2 separate regions of the Nothobranchius furzeri genome follow, and region 1 is linked to region 2. A link is a contact called in public Hi-C data. All regions are on one chromosome and are shown on one strand. The core of a region is the stretch at or near the end of the contact, and the rest is flanking DNA. Distances in the headings are between cores, read along the strand shown. Region 1 holds the start of polr3g (polymerase (RNA) III (DNA directed) polypeptide G). Region 2 overlaps rtkna (rhotekin a).

Region 1 (6,397 bases), core at 2,157-4,656, 71 kb before region 2:
AATGTGAACTCTGGATAGTGCTTCCAAACTCGGTAAGTAATTAGATTACATAAATGCGATTTGAAAAAAGTAACTGTGATGATCTTTTCCCCATTTTAAAAAGTGTAGAAAATAACTTACATCCAGTTTATTTATAATGTTAGCGGCCTCTTTGACTGAAACCTTCACAGCTTTCTTCTTTATGCCTGTTAAAGTAAAAAGTAAAGCTTTTATATTAAGTCTTAAAGTTACTTCATAATAAAGCGTTTCACAAACATGGGCGCAATAACATACCCACTTTAGATCGAGGCTTTTTACTTCGGGGCATCAGTTCTTTTGGAAAAAGGTTCCAGTCTAAAATACAAAGAATAATACTTAGAATGATCTTTAAAGAACAAAATGGTCCAATTATCTGATTGTGTGTTTGTAAATGTACCTGGAGTCCACTCATCATCCACAATCTGGCTTTGCTTCAGGTATCGCTCAGTGTATTTCTCCACTTCTGTTTCATGTAAAACAAGAAACAGCTCAGTCCCATGAAAACATGCTCAGTATGTATTCAGGAATATATGAGAATTATAGCTGATTGTTGTCCAAAACAATCAGAAATCTGCCTAAAGACCAAATCAGCAACTAAAGGAATGACGATTCAGAAAAAAACTAAATCATTCACTCTTTTCAATGAGGATACTTTGAAACATTTGTAATGCTGAACCAAATACATTAGCTTAATACTGCAAGATGAGACTAACTCGATTTTCTGCCAGGATTCAGCTCTTTCCCAAGACATGACTGACTAAATGTCTCGGTTCCTAAAAGCTGCATTATCTACGCTCACAATGATTTTCTCAGATGATGGGTTCCAATGCACCACTCTCCCGCTCACCTGCTTTTTTGGTCTGATATTTTATGTTGCACGGCAGCCGTTGCATTGCTCCTCGCATTTCCTGTTTTAGGGCCAGCATGTACTCCTCTTCTTCACCGACTGTCAGTGGAACGGGTTTAAATTCTGTATTCTAGGAGAACAGATGTTACATAAACAAAATAACTAAGGCTGTGTTTAATTTTAATCAAGACTTTTGGACAGATGAGCTCAAAATAATCCATCTTCATTTTTCTAAAGGGGAATTAAACCAATTGGAACAAAAGCTGCTCCAAAACTACCCTCAAAGACCCTGTTTCCTCCAGATGTCTGTTATTGCAGATGTTTTTCATGCTTTCAGAATGCAGTCGTTTCTTATCAAAGTCTGCCCTTATATGATGTAACTATAGTTACAATTGGGGAAAAAATGGGTTCAATTTGCTTGTTTAGAACTTGTTTGCACTTTAGTAGAGAGAGAGAGAGAGAGAGAGACTGAAAAAATATAGTGCAAAATTTCATTTATGTCAGTAATTCAATTTAAACTGTGAAACTAATATATGAGAGATGCATTATATGCTAAAACAGGTATTTGAAGCATTTGTTATTACTGTGATGATTATGGCTTACAGCTCATGAAAACACCACATTCAAAATCTCAGGCAGTTAGAATATTGTGAAACGGTTCAATATTCTAGATTCATTGTCACATTCTAATCAGCTAATGAATCCAAAACATCTGCCAAGGGTTCCTGAGCCCTTAGATGGTCTCGCAGTCTAAGAGATACAAGTGAAATAAACTGATTGTTGCACCATATTCTAATGTTTTCTAGTTTCTATTGTAGGTTTGTGAGTCAGACTGTGTGTGTGTGTGTGTGTGTGTGTGTGTGTGTGTGTGTGTGTGTGTGTGTTACTTACAGGAAACAATGGACTTGGCCCCATCCTGGCTTCTGGCATGCTACCTCTACCGATGCCCAGAGCTTCTATGTTGAAGGTGAAGGCACCCACTCCACGACCCTTTCCAGCCATGACGGTGGCTGTGGATTTCTCCTCCTGTAGCTGCGACACACAATATCACTGTCCAGCACGTCCTCACACTAATGAGGCTTTTACCACATTTACAAACGTCAGAAACTGTTTTGTGTACGTGCTAATACTCACTATTGGACAGTTAGCGGTCTGCTGCTTATGTCTGTTTCAGTGCCAGCTCCTACTGAGTCTCTATAGTTTTAAATATACCTAATTGAGTAATTTAGGCTATCGTTCGGCGAGTTAACGTTCTCCTGAATTCACCAAAAACAGCCAAACTAACCAGAAGCGTGTTTTTATAGCTATGTTTTACTCGTACCGGGTGGTAAGCCTGCGTACTCCGTACAAACTACAGAAATGTGGCTACTTGCTTCCCACGCACGTGTCACATTTTAGAAGGTGTGGCTTACATGCACCCAATAGAAAACCAGAATTGAAGTGTCGTTATCCACTTGAGTAGCCAATGACAAAGCTTGTATCAAAGAAGGGTGTGTGCGGGCGGACATCATCATATTAGCCTTGATGAAAACACATTACTTGTTAGCTAGGAGGCTACGACGACCCTGAAGCACCTGACAGCACGAAGCCAGCTAACCTGGGATGTCTGGAACCGACTGGTACGCTCACAAGTCGCTCGGAGACGGACTCTTCTGGATCCAAGAGCGATTCTACCAGTCAGATAACCGGGCCAACATCTGGCTGCTGCGCGGCACCCACCAGGACGTGGTGATAGACACGGGTCTGGGCTTGAGGAGCTTACCTGACTACATCGACGCTAAGGGGCTGCTCGGAAAAGACCCGCAGAGGAAGAACCCGCTGCTGGCAATCGCCACCCACGCCCACTTCGACCACTCGGGCGGGCTGCATCAGTTCCAACAGGTGGGCGTCCACAGCGCGGAGGTCGACGCCCTGGCCAACGGGGACAACTTCGAGACGGTCACCTGGCTCAGTGACAGGGAGATAGCCGAGGCTCCCAGTCCGGGATGGCGGGCTAGACACTACAAAGTCAAGGCTGTGCAGCCCACACACATACTGCAGGAGGGTAGGTGGGAGATATAGCCGACTGGGCTTAGTGTAAGCTGTAATGGCATTTTTCATCCTTCTGCATTTGAAATTAGCATTAAAATCATTTTTAAATGCACATCCATAAACATAAATACCAGTCTAAAAAGGTGATTTACTGATGAAATCCTACCGCATGTTAAATATATTCTAGTTTAGTTCTCGGACAAATGTAAACAAGACTAGACAGGTCATCATCAAACGGGGGTTAGCTGTGAACGGTCCCATGATATTTGATCTACTTTAGTTTTTCTCTGAATCTACCATCACCTGTCTATCTATACAGCTGTTCTATTTTAGGTGAAGATGCTGAAGACGTTGATGGCTTTTGTTTCTTCTAGACAGGAAGAGGAGATTACAGAGCCTGAGCAACAACACACTTCCTGAAAGCGTCCCACACAACAGCTACTCTATTTTAGTCATCAGGGGATACACAATAACTGATACAAAAAACTCACCCTCCTGTTTTTGAAGAGCCACAGCACTACTCATATGTGCATGATAGAGGTGAAAGTTGTATGACAGACTGAATTTGAGCCGAGCAGCTCTGGCTGCTGGTCGCCACAAAGTTTCATCTCTGGTACAGTTTCCAGGATAATTTCAGTTCTGTCGGTCAATATTCTGCTGTGTCAGTGTTACTGCTGCAGTGCAGTCGCAATATCTCCTTGCGCCATGTGTCAGCTTCACTCACTTTTTCACACTGAGCTGCTCATGGAACCAATCAGTGTTATGATGCATTTTCCAGACTCGGCACAGTATGGTGTGGAAGTAAATATTATAAAACGGGGATTGCAGATAGGTGGGATTCCTGGGAATGTGTTTCATCACTTCTGTATGATTACAGTTTTCTCTCCCCATCCAGGCGATGTCATTAACCTGGGCGACCGTCTGCTGACGGTGCTTCACATGCCGGGTCACTCTCGAGGAAGCATTTGCCTCCACGACCGCGACAATAAGTTGCTGTTCAGTGGAGATGTGGTGTACGATGGCGCCATGATCGACTGGCTTCCCTATAGCCAGGTCAGTGATTACGTCAGCAGCTGTGAGCGTCTGGTGGGGCTGGTGGACAGCGAGCAGGTAACACAAAAAGCTCCCAGGGGGGCAGTTAATTCAGAATAATAGAGCCTAATCCTATTTAGAGTAATTGATTATATTAGATAATAAAAGTTGCTATTTTGTGGTTAATGAAGTAGACGTGCCACACACTATTTCTGAAGCTGAATACATCCCAACAGGTGGACCAAGTTCTTCCCGGCCACTACAACGCCTTCGGTGCAAAGCGCCTGCACCGCCTCGCGTCCACGTATGTCAGCAGGGCGGGAACGTGCTCCGCAAAGTTTTCCACACTGGCCTGGAGAACTATGGCCGGGTTGGCACTGCGGGCCTCCAACCCACGCAGTGCCTGCTAATGAGAGCAGCACACAGAGCTGAGGGAAGCACAAGGAGAATCTTTTAATACAAAGGACCTAAAATAATAAAAGGAGAGGAAATGCAAACATCCTTATTTAATATAACTCTTTACTTACTTATGTAATCCAACAGAAATCATATAATTGCCAAACTACAGTCAAAAATGCCCCTAATGGGTTTACATAAGTCAAGAATCTGTTTCATATGAAGCAAATATTTACAAGTGTTATTCTATTTATTAATTATTATGTGTATGTTGATCATATAGTATGAATAGATGTTTTTTTTATACTTTAAGCAGATGTGAAGTTCTTCTATAGCACAACAGCACACGTGCACTACAGAGAACGGGGAGCTTGGGTTCTCCTCTGTGGCTATGGCCATAGCTTTTCTCTATGCATATTATTACAATGCTCAGTGAAGACCCGGTGTCAACTACCTCCTATGTTTGTTACGGTGCTCTGTACTGTCGACTACTATACAGCTTTGCTGTCGAATATCTGACAATTAAAATTTTCCGCTCTGCACGCCTCTCTCTATTCTTCCACTGCAGCTTTTCTCAGCTTGTTTACGTTTGTGGACATCTCCCTGGGATTATTGCAACTAATGAAACCGTGTGAGCCCATCACCCATTCAGCAATCCAAAACTAAAAGCACTGTTCTGGTCTAAAGGGAAGCTCCTTTGCTGCTGGCGACGGCTGCTGGGAGAGTTTTGCTGGAATCCATTGAGTGGTTGCAGGAAATATTTTCCCATTAACTCCAAGCTGTTAATGGCAAAGTTTTATGCAGATATCTCACACACTGAACAATAGCTCCTTGGGTGTGTGAGGTGGATGAGTCATCACTAATATGACACCGCCTCTTTGCTCAGTGTATGTAAAATTGGCTGTTATGTTTTTATTTTCTAAGGTAGATTAAATGATAAATACCCTGTATATGTGTAGCTAATTCTTAGGGTTCTACTGCCCCCCAAGGTGCTTCACAGCACAATCGGTCATTCACCCATTCACACCCTGGTGATGAGCTACAATGTAGCCACAGCTGCCCCGGGGCGCACTGACAGAGGCGAGACTGCTGACGCACTGGCGCCACCGGCCCTTTCGACCACCACTAGCAGACAAGGTGGGTTCACTGTCTTGCCCAAGGACACAACAGCAGCATTCTTTGGCAGGAGCCGGGATCAAACCTACAACCGTCCGGTTATTGGACAACCCGCTCTCCCTCCTGAGCTACAGCTGGTCCTATTGGCTGTGGCAGCCATCTTGAATTTGGTTGATTCCAAAAAAAAAATTAATTGCAGATGTGCATCCAATAATAACTTTATAAAAGCTTAATTAAAATCTGTCGGTTGTTTTATGAGAGATCTTTGTACCAATAAAAACACCAAAAACAAGATATTTTTAAAGGTGTGGACCACTTGCTTGATCACATTTGTGGTCGTCTCTAGTAGGAATGAATGTCTTGTAAGTTGTACTCTGGGGAAAAAGCTCTGTTACAAGAACTAGCAGTGATCCAGATCAGAGTCGAGCTCAACATGGCAAGATGTGATTTGATATTTGGACATCTGGGACAGCAGTAGCTCAGGAGGTAGAGCGGGTTGTCCAGTAATAGGAAGGCTGCCGGCCCCATGTGGGGATCTGGGCGGGGCCTTGGGGGGCGGGTCCTTACATGTATGCTGCCGGGAAGAAGGCGGGAACATGCGGCAGTGCCTGGCCCGGGCTCAGGTAGACCTCGGCTCCTCTGCTGTCCCATCACGGGGGAGGGGGATGTCCAAGAGGGGGAGGACCCAACCTTACCTGGGGCAATGGTGGCACAGGAGTTCGGAAGGTTGCAGGTTCAAGCCCGGCTCAGGCTGTCACTGTCTTTGTGTCCTTGGGCCAGACAACCCACGTTGCCTGCTGGTGGTGGTCGGAGGGACTGGTGGCGCCAGTGCTCGGCATCCTTGTCTCTGTAAGTGCACCCCAGGGCAGCTGTGGCTACATCGTAGCTCATCCCCACCAGTGTGTGAATGGGTGAATGACTGATTGTGTTGTAAAGTGCCTTGAGGGGTTCCAGGAC
Region 2 (6,162 bases), core at 1,444-3,943:
AAACAACATACTTTTCCTGTTAGCTTTATTTAAACTTTAATCAGCATTTTATATTCTTTAATACCACCTGTAGTGAAATAAAGTGATGTAACGATCTAGAGTTGTATTTTATTATAATGTAAGTAGATCTAGTTTTATAATCAGAAGATGGGCTGTTTTTATCATCAGGGAGTTTAATTAAACACTCTGTATTGACTTTGAGACAAGAAAAGAGAGAGAGTTGGGATCGTTTAAGAATCTTTAATTTCTTAATTATAAATTCTTAACAATCTACCAAGACTAACTCTGTGATGGATGAAAATGGATTTGGATGTTGTGTTGGTGCGTGCGTGTGTGTTTTGTTCAGGATCTTTAGGCTGACGGAGCGTATCTGGTTGTTATGACTACGGGACCACGAGGCTTCGGAAGCTGATGACATGAGCAGCTATTTTGCCGTGTACGTACCCTGTGGAGTCTCCCAGGTAGATCAGGAAATGCCAGGTCTTAGGACCTCGGATGTGTACTGGAGCTGGTTGAAGCAGCGGTCACAGCACGTCAAAGCCCGTCTGAAGGGTCGACCCCGGTACCATCGGCAGCGTCAGCTAGTGGTGCTCTTATTTTGAAGGGATGTCGTCTTGTTGGTAAACAACGGAAATCTCCAGTAGCTTCACAGTTCTCAGTTAAAGAAGAAAGCACATCTGGCCAGGCTGTACTTCTCTTTTGATGACGGTGGAACCCCGTAGGACTTCCAACTGAACAGAACTGAAGTCAAAATGGAACTGCCCATAAAATGGCGTTGCCTTGTTTTTATATCTCTGAGTTGTTTTAAGTTTTAGTAAACGGGATTGGACACTTTAATTCAACAAGCCAGATTCTCTTACGGCAGCCGAAAGCTCTGATTTGTTGGAACAATGTGTCATGCGTTTCTATGGAGATGAGGGTCAGTCTGTCTGTGCAGTAGTCCTGTTTTCATTAAACACATAAATCATGACATCTTTATTCCACAGATCATTCACTTGATTATTATTGATCAACATCCATCCATTCCTATTATTTGGTAGAGCTTAGTTCACACTGTCAGAGAGTCAGTTGTTTCTACACAAGTTAAACAAGACTAACTTTAACACTCTGTGTACTGATGGACTAAGGTGGAGTGAGACGTGAGATGAACGATGTATGTGTGGAATGTGGTTATCAGAACCTTAGGATCCGGAGAAGCATTTAGTTCTGAGTGGGAGTGAATGTTTCGCTCTAAACTTTAGTAGGAGATTTAAAACACACATGAAACGCCATCTGTCGGTCTACGTACCCAGGGGAAGCCTCCGTTAGATCCAGAATGCCGAGGTCCTCTTGGACCCTCCTTGGTACCGAAGCCGGTAGAAAAGCAGTGGTGCCGACCAAACTAGTCTTGGAATGCTTCCAGGTCACGACAGGTTAACACTGGCATCTCAGAGACCCTGAAAGGGTCGTGAGGTTCAGCTTTTATTCTGAAGGAACCGTTGCGGTCAGGTGTAACTTGCAACAGATTTTATCCAGCTTGTCGAGGTTCTCGAGGAAGTCCGGATGGCCTGTCCGAGACTCCTCTAGAACGCTTTGAACTAAAGAAAAGGTGGCATGGAAGAGTTTTTATAATTGTAATATTTTGGTTTAGTGGCGAATCAGAATTTGACATGCAAAAGGGGGTTTATACAAACACCACAGAAAACCACACCTCGCGCCAGAAACAAAGGTTCTGATTGGATCAGACAAAAAGAAATGTGTCATGTGGCTTTAGCATTACGTGTCATTAGTGTCTTGTGCAAATGTCCAAGATTATAATAACTTGTAAAATACTACTGATCACAGGATTATAATATCAAGTACTAACATTGTCATTTCACAGATTGATTGAACATTGGGCTCACATTATTATTGGTAATAACAGAGTTGTTAATTATGTATTTATCAAAAGTGTTCGTCTTCGTATTGAGCTGTAACAAAGGTGAAGCAGTTCAGATGAGCAGAGTGCATGAAAGACCTTGGCCACTATCTCATGTAGATTAGCCTGTCAGAGACTTTATGTCTCTGCTAGAGCAGATGCAGCAGATCATGACCTTTAGGTCAAAAACAGGAAATTCATGATGCTACAACACATTGCAGGATCAAAATCTTCCTATTGTGATATTTTCCCAGGATTCCTCCAACTAGAGGGGAAGTTCTGGACTAATCGCTTCATTCAGCTCACTAACTAAAGTGGAAAAGGAATGAGACAAGTTTGATGATGCGTGAAGGGAGTTTCCACATCTGAAGGTGTGTGTTCAGTGATTAATCCGTCTCTGCACATCTCTGTCTTTCTGCAGGCAGTGACGGTTTCGCTAGGACACCGTACATTGGGCGAACAAAGCTCGTCTGTGTCTGACAATGTGCAGTAGACTTTACTTGTGAGACACTACTGCTTAGTCACCATCCATGCCTCAGTGAGTGTGTGTGTGTGTGTGTGTGTGTGTGTGTGTGTGTGTGTGTGTGTGTGTGTGTGTGTGTGTGTGTGTGTGTGTGTGTGTGTGTAAAACAGAGGCTGACAAACTGCAGGTATCATGAATGACAAGTTCATGACACCAGCCTTCATTCATAGCCCTGTAAGGAAGAAAGAGAGAGAGCAGACTTACAGATGGAAAGACCAACGTGTGTGAACTGGATACTGAGAAAGGGTGCGACTCACTTCCTGTGTGCGTGTTCTTGTCGACTATTTATGTTCACGCTTCCAGTCTGAGGCTCTGTGAATGTGTGACTGGGTGGGGTGTACTCACGGCGCAAGCAAAAGGGTCTCAGCTGTTAAGCCGTGTCCTGACAGTTGCCTCATAGAAATACTAAACACACTAAAACGCAAAAGTTAATCTGTTTAGGGAATCTAGAAAAAAAAATTCATTGGTGGGTTTTAAAACAAATGAGGGAAGGAAAAATATATCAACATTTAAATCACCCAAAGAAACTTTCTGTTCCCCTTTTAAGACTAAATGAAAACGATAAAAGGAAATTTATTTTAAAAAATTCCAATAAATACCACATTTATGTTGATAAAAAGTACTATCAAATAAAAAGGAGTTTTCATTCGATTGTTTCAGTAATGACCATTAACCAGTCGGAAAACGGTAGAATGTTTTCTCCGGGTCAGGCATGAGGTCCTGCCCCAAGTGGAGGAGTTTAAGTGTCTCGAGACCCCTTCAGACAGGCCATGAAAAACGGAAATATTCGGGACTCTGTCCTTAAGACCTTTGTGACTGAATACAAACATCCGGATAACCTTTTCCGATTAAACCGGACGAAGCCCCTAGTAACAGGACCGGACTTGTCACGGGCAGGGTGGAGGCTTCAGACTGGTGAGGTCGAGTTCCGGACAGGGAGGAGGGGGAGGAGGAGGGGACCGGGGGACTCTGTGCGCACCTAGATAGCTCGCTACTGTAGCATGCAGCGAACCATGGCAGCTCGCCTCCTACGGTACCGTCTCCTAGACGCGCGACGGAGAGCTTCACACAGCTTCACACCGCTTCCGTGATTCCTTTAACCATTGAGCTTCATCATCCAGGTCTCTTATGCGTCTTCATGTGTGCAGAATTATGCTTAACATAAGTCTGATCAGTGAGAGGAATTATATCTCTTCGACGGCCATGTTTGACCGAATGGCTTTGTTTGGGTAAATGACTTATGTATGCCTGCCGCTAGGGCTGCAACAAACGATTATTTGGATAATCGATGAATCGGATGGGGTCTCGACACGATTAATCGATTAATCGGATTACATGGGGAAATTTTTAAAAACTGCTAGGGAAACGTTATTTCTCTCCTTCCTTCACTTTATTTAACACAACATTATTAGAAAACAGTTCAATAGCAGAAAAACAACATGCCATCACCTAAATTGTCTTATAAGATGTATAGACAGAGACCCTATAAGCTACATCTATCTGTGACCTAAAATGCTTGGTCCAAGTTAAACAGCTTAAGGGCAATTGTCATCTGTTTTGTTTGATTTCATCTGTTGACATTTATTATAACTGGGGATGTCAAACAACTAATTTTTAAATGTAATTAACCATAGGCTGTGAATTAATCAAAATTGATCACTATTTCCAAAAATGACTGAAAAAATACCAAATAAAACAAAAGTAAATTAATGCCATCCTCCTTGCGATGATGCCCTGGGCAACTGCCATAAAGTCACATCAAGAAATGCTGCTGATCATTCCAATGATCCCAAATAGACTCACATTAGGCCACATGAAAGCAACTGAACCCAAAAATATATTAACCAGTATATAACTGCACTCTCACACAACACGCCTGCAGCAACAGTTAGGACTCCTCCCTCCCTTTTAAAAGCGTTTTTACTTCCGAGGACATTGTGGTTGTAAAGCCACATGCTAGTAGTCTGGCCCCGGTGTGATCAACCAGTTTCTGCGGGAATGTGACGGCAGAACCAGGGCCAGATTAACACTTTGTCGTACCCTGGGCAACAATATTCAAGGGCTCCATCATCACGACCCGAGGATCACCATAATGTGGTCACATACAGAATATTTTACTGTAATATGCAGTAAATATACTCAATACTTGAATGCCTGACAACACGTAACCCGCCCAGAGTAACCTTTGACCCACCTCGTGTGGACTGACCAATGAGGAGAGGGTCTTAACTTGAGGCCCTCTCTTCATTGGTCAGTCTGCATGAGACTGACTCTCAACTGACGTTCAAAGTCATAGGCAGCGAAGCGTCTCTGTGCAGCGCAAAAGCCCGGGTGGAGAGTTTGTTTAATAGGGTGACCATATTTCCATTTCCAAACAAGAGGACAGGGGATCTGTGCCTATGACGTCACACTATGGCAACACCACACAAACCATGTTGGGACCCATTTTTTGTAAGAACTAAGTTAATATCAGATTCTGCCAATAAAAGGGCTCTAAAACAATTCATATGTAAATATTTTGCATATTTAATGCAAAATCTCATTTTTCTGCTTTAGTGCTGCAACAAGGTTTTATTAATAATAAATTATTATACCTTTTGTTTTACTACAGCATTGGTAAGCTTCCTGTGCACAGATTATTCAGGATGCTTGTTTCAGCTGTGAGATTAGACGATAGGATCAATGAAAAAATAAGTTGTCCCACACTCCATGGAAACTTTCAAAGAATCCACAAATAGTGGCTTTCAAATAGTTTTGTTACTTTTTGCAAGTTTAGAAAAGCAGCAGATGAGACAGCATGTCTGATAATTTAGTTTTTCATCTGATAATATTAGAACATGTCAGTAATGTCTGAGGGGCTTTTATAAACACTGTATAACTAACACTACTGGAGAGGGTATGGATTACACAGAGGCTTCTGGGGAGCCCAGTTATGGGGGGGGGGGGGGGGGGCATTTTGCCTTGGCCCCCAAAATGTCTTGAAACGGCCCTGGGTGTGTGATTGAGTTTTGAAGGTGATCTGAATTGTATCAGATGTATAAATATGTTTTTCACTGGTAAAAACGTGTAATGGAGATAAATCTACCTACATTTTACTTTTCAACACTTTGTTTTGTTTTCTTGTTTTTATTTAACTATTTTCCTGTCCTGTCTGTCTCTCATCTTCCTGCATCTCCTCTTAATTCTCCAGAAAAACTGCTGCCTGGGTTCTTACTTTTTCACCTCATCAGTTACTTTTGAGCAGATCAAAAATCTCCTGACCGCAAAGCTCAGAGCGCGTTTTCGATGCTGCGTGAGGTGACATCACCGCAGCACAGGTGATGAGCTCCGCAGTAGCGCGCTTCAGGCACAAATGACAGAAAATAGAGAACATGTGCAGACATGAACGATCGTGTGCTAATTATAGTTTTTTGGTTGCGCCACTTTGAGAATGGACCGTGAGCTGGAAGCAGCTGCCTGAATCGCTGCGCAACAAAGCGCTGTGCCGCTCTCTGCTCAAATGAGTCCAAAAATGATATAAATGATATAATAAAGAAAACTTTTTTCCGGCTCCCCGGATGTGTAGGATATACAGCTCCCCCATAATTCGATCCCTGCTCCTGGATGAAAAGCCGGACATTTTCATCAATACAAGAACCCCCAGTCCGGACGCCCGGACAGAGAGTGAAAAGTGGACAAGTCCGGGGAAAACGGAACGTACGGTCACCATAGTCCTCATAAAGCGGGAAATTATAGATACAGT

What was found. Hi-C and Micro-C count contacts between places; a contact is called where the count stands out from the background.
Region 1: a Hi-C map of skeletal muscle shows a contact between it and region 2, with 3 times the contacts expected there. The contact joins the promoter of polr3g here to the enhancer-like site in region 2. A contact is called at or near these places in 2 of 2 Hi-C or Micro-C datasets (skeletal muscle and tail fin).

The regions. Positions count from the first base shown.
Region 1 is chr17:41,395,752-41,402,148 of NfurGRZ-RIMD1, reverse strand. It overlaps polr3g (polymerase (RNA) III (DNA directed) polypeptide G), which reads right to left and starts at 3,406. Exons shown (of 8, transcript XM_070546077.1): 1 at 3,388-3,406; 2 at 1,757-1,897; 3 at 866-995; 4 at 416-481; 5 at 274-333; 6 at 121-185. The coding sequence starts at 1,867. mblac2 (metallo-beta-lactamase domain containing 2) reads left to right here and starts at 2,343. Exons shown (of 3, transcript XM_054731435.2): 1 at 2,343-2,909; 2 at 3,792-3,949; 3 at 4,165-4,484. The coding sequence starts at 2,468. The coding sequence ends at 4,338.
Region 2 is chr17:41,324,677-41,330,838 of NfurGRZ-RIMD1, reverse strand. All of the region lies in intron 1 of rtkna (rhotekin a), which reads right to left. Among protein-coding and RNA genes, the nearest start is that of rtkna, 14 kb to the right of the region's middle. Within about 2 kb of position 2,693, at least 1 of the 3 cell types and tissues checked has an H3K27ac peak or open chromatin away from gene starts, as enhancers often do. A contact at or near this core is called in tail fin, where this site is marked.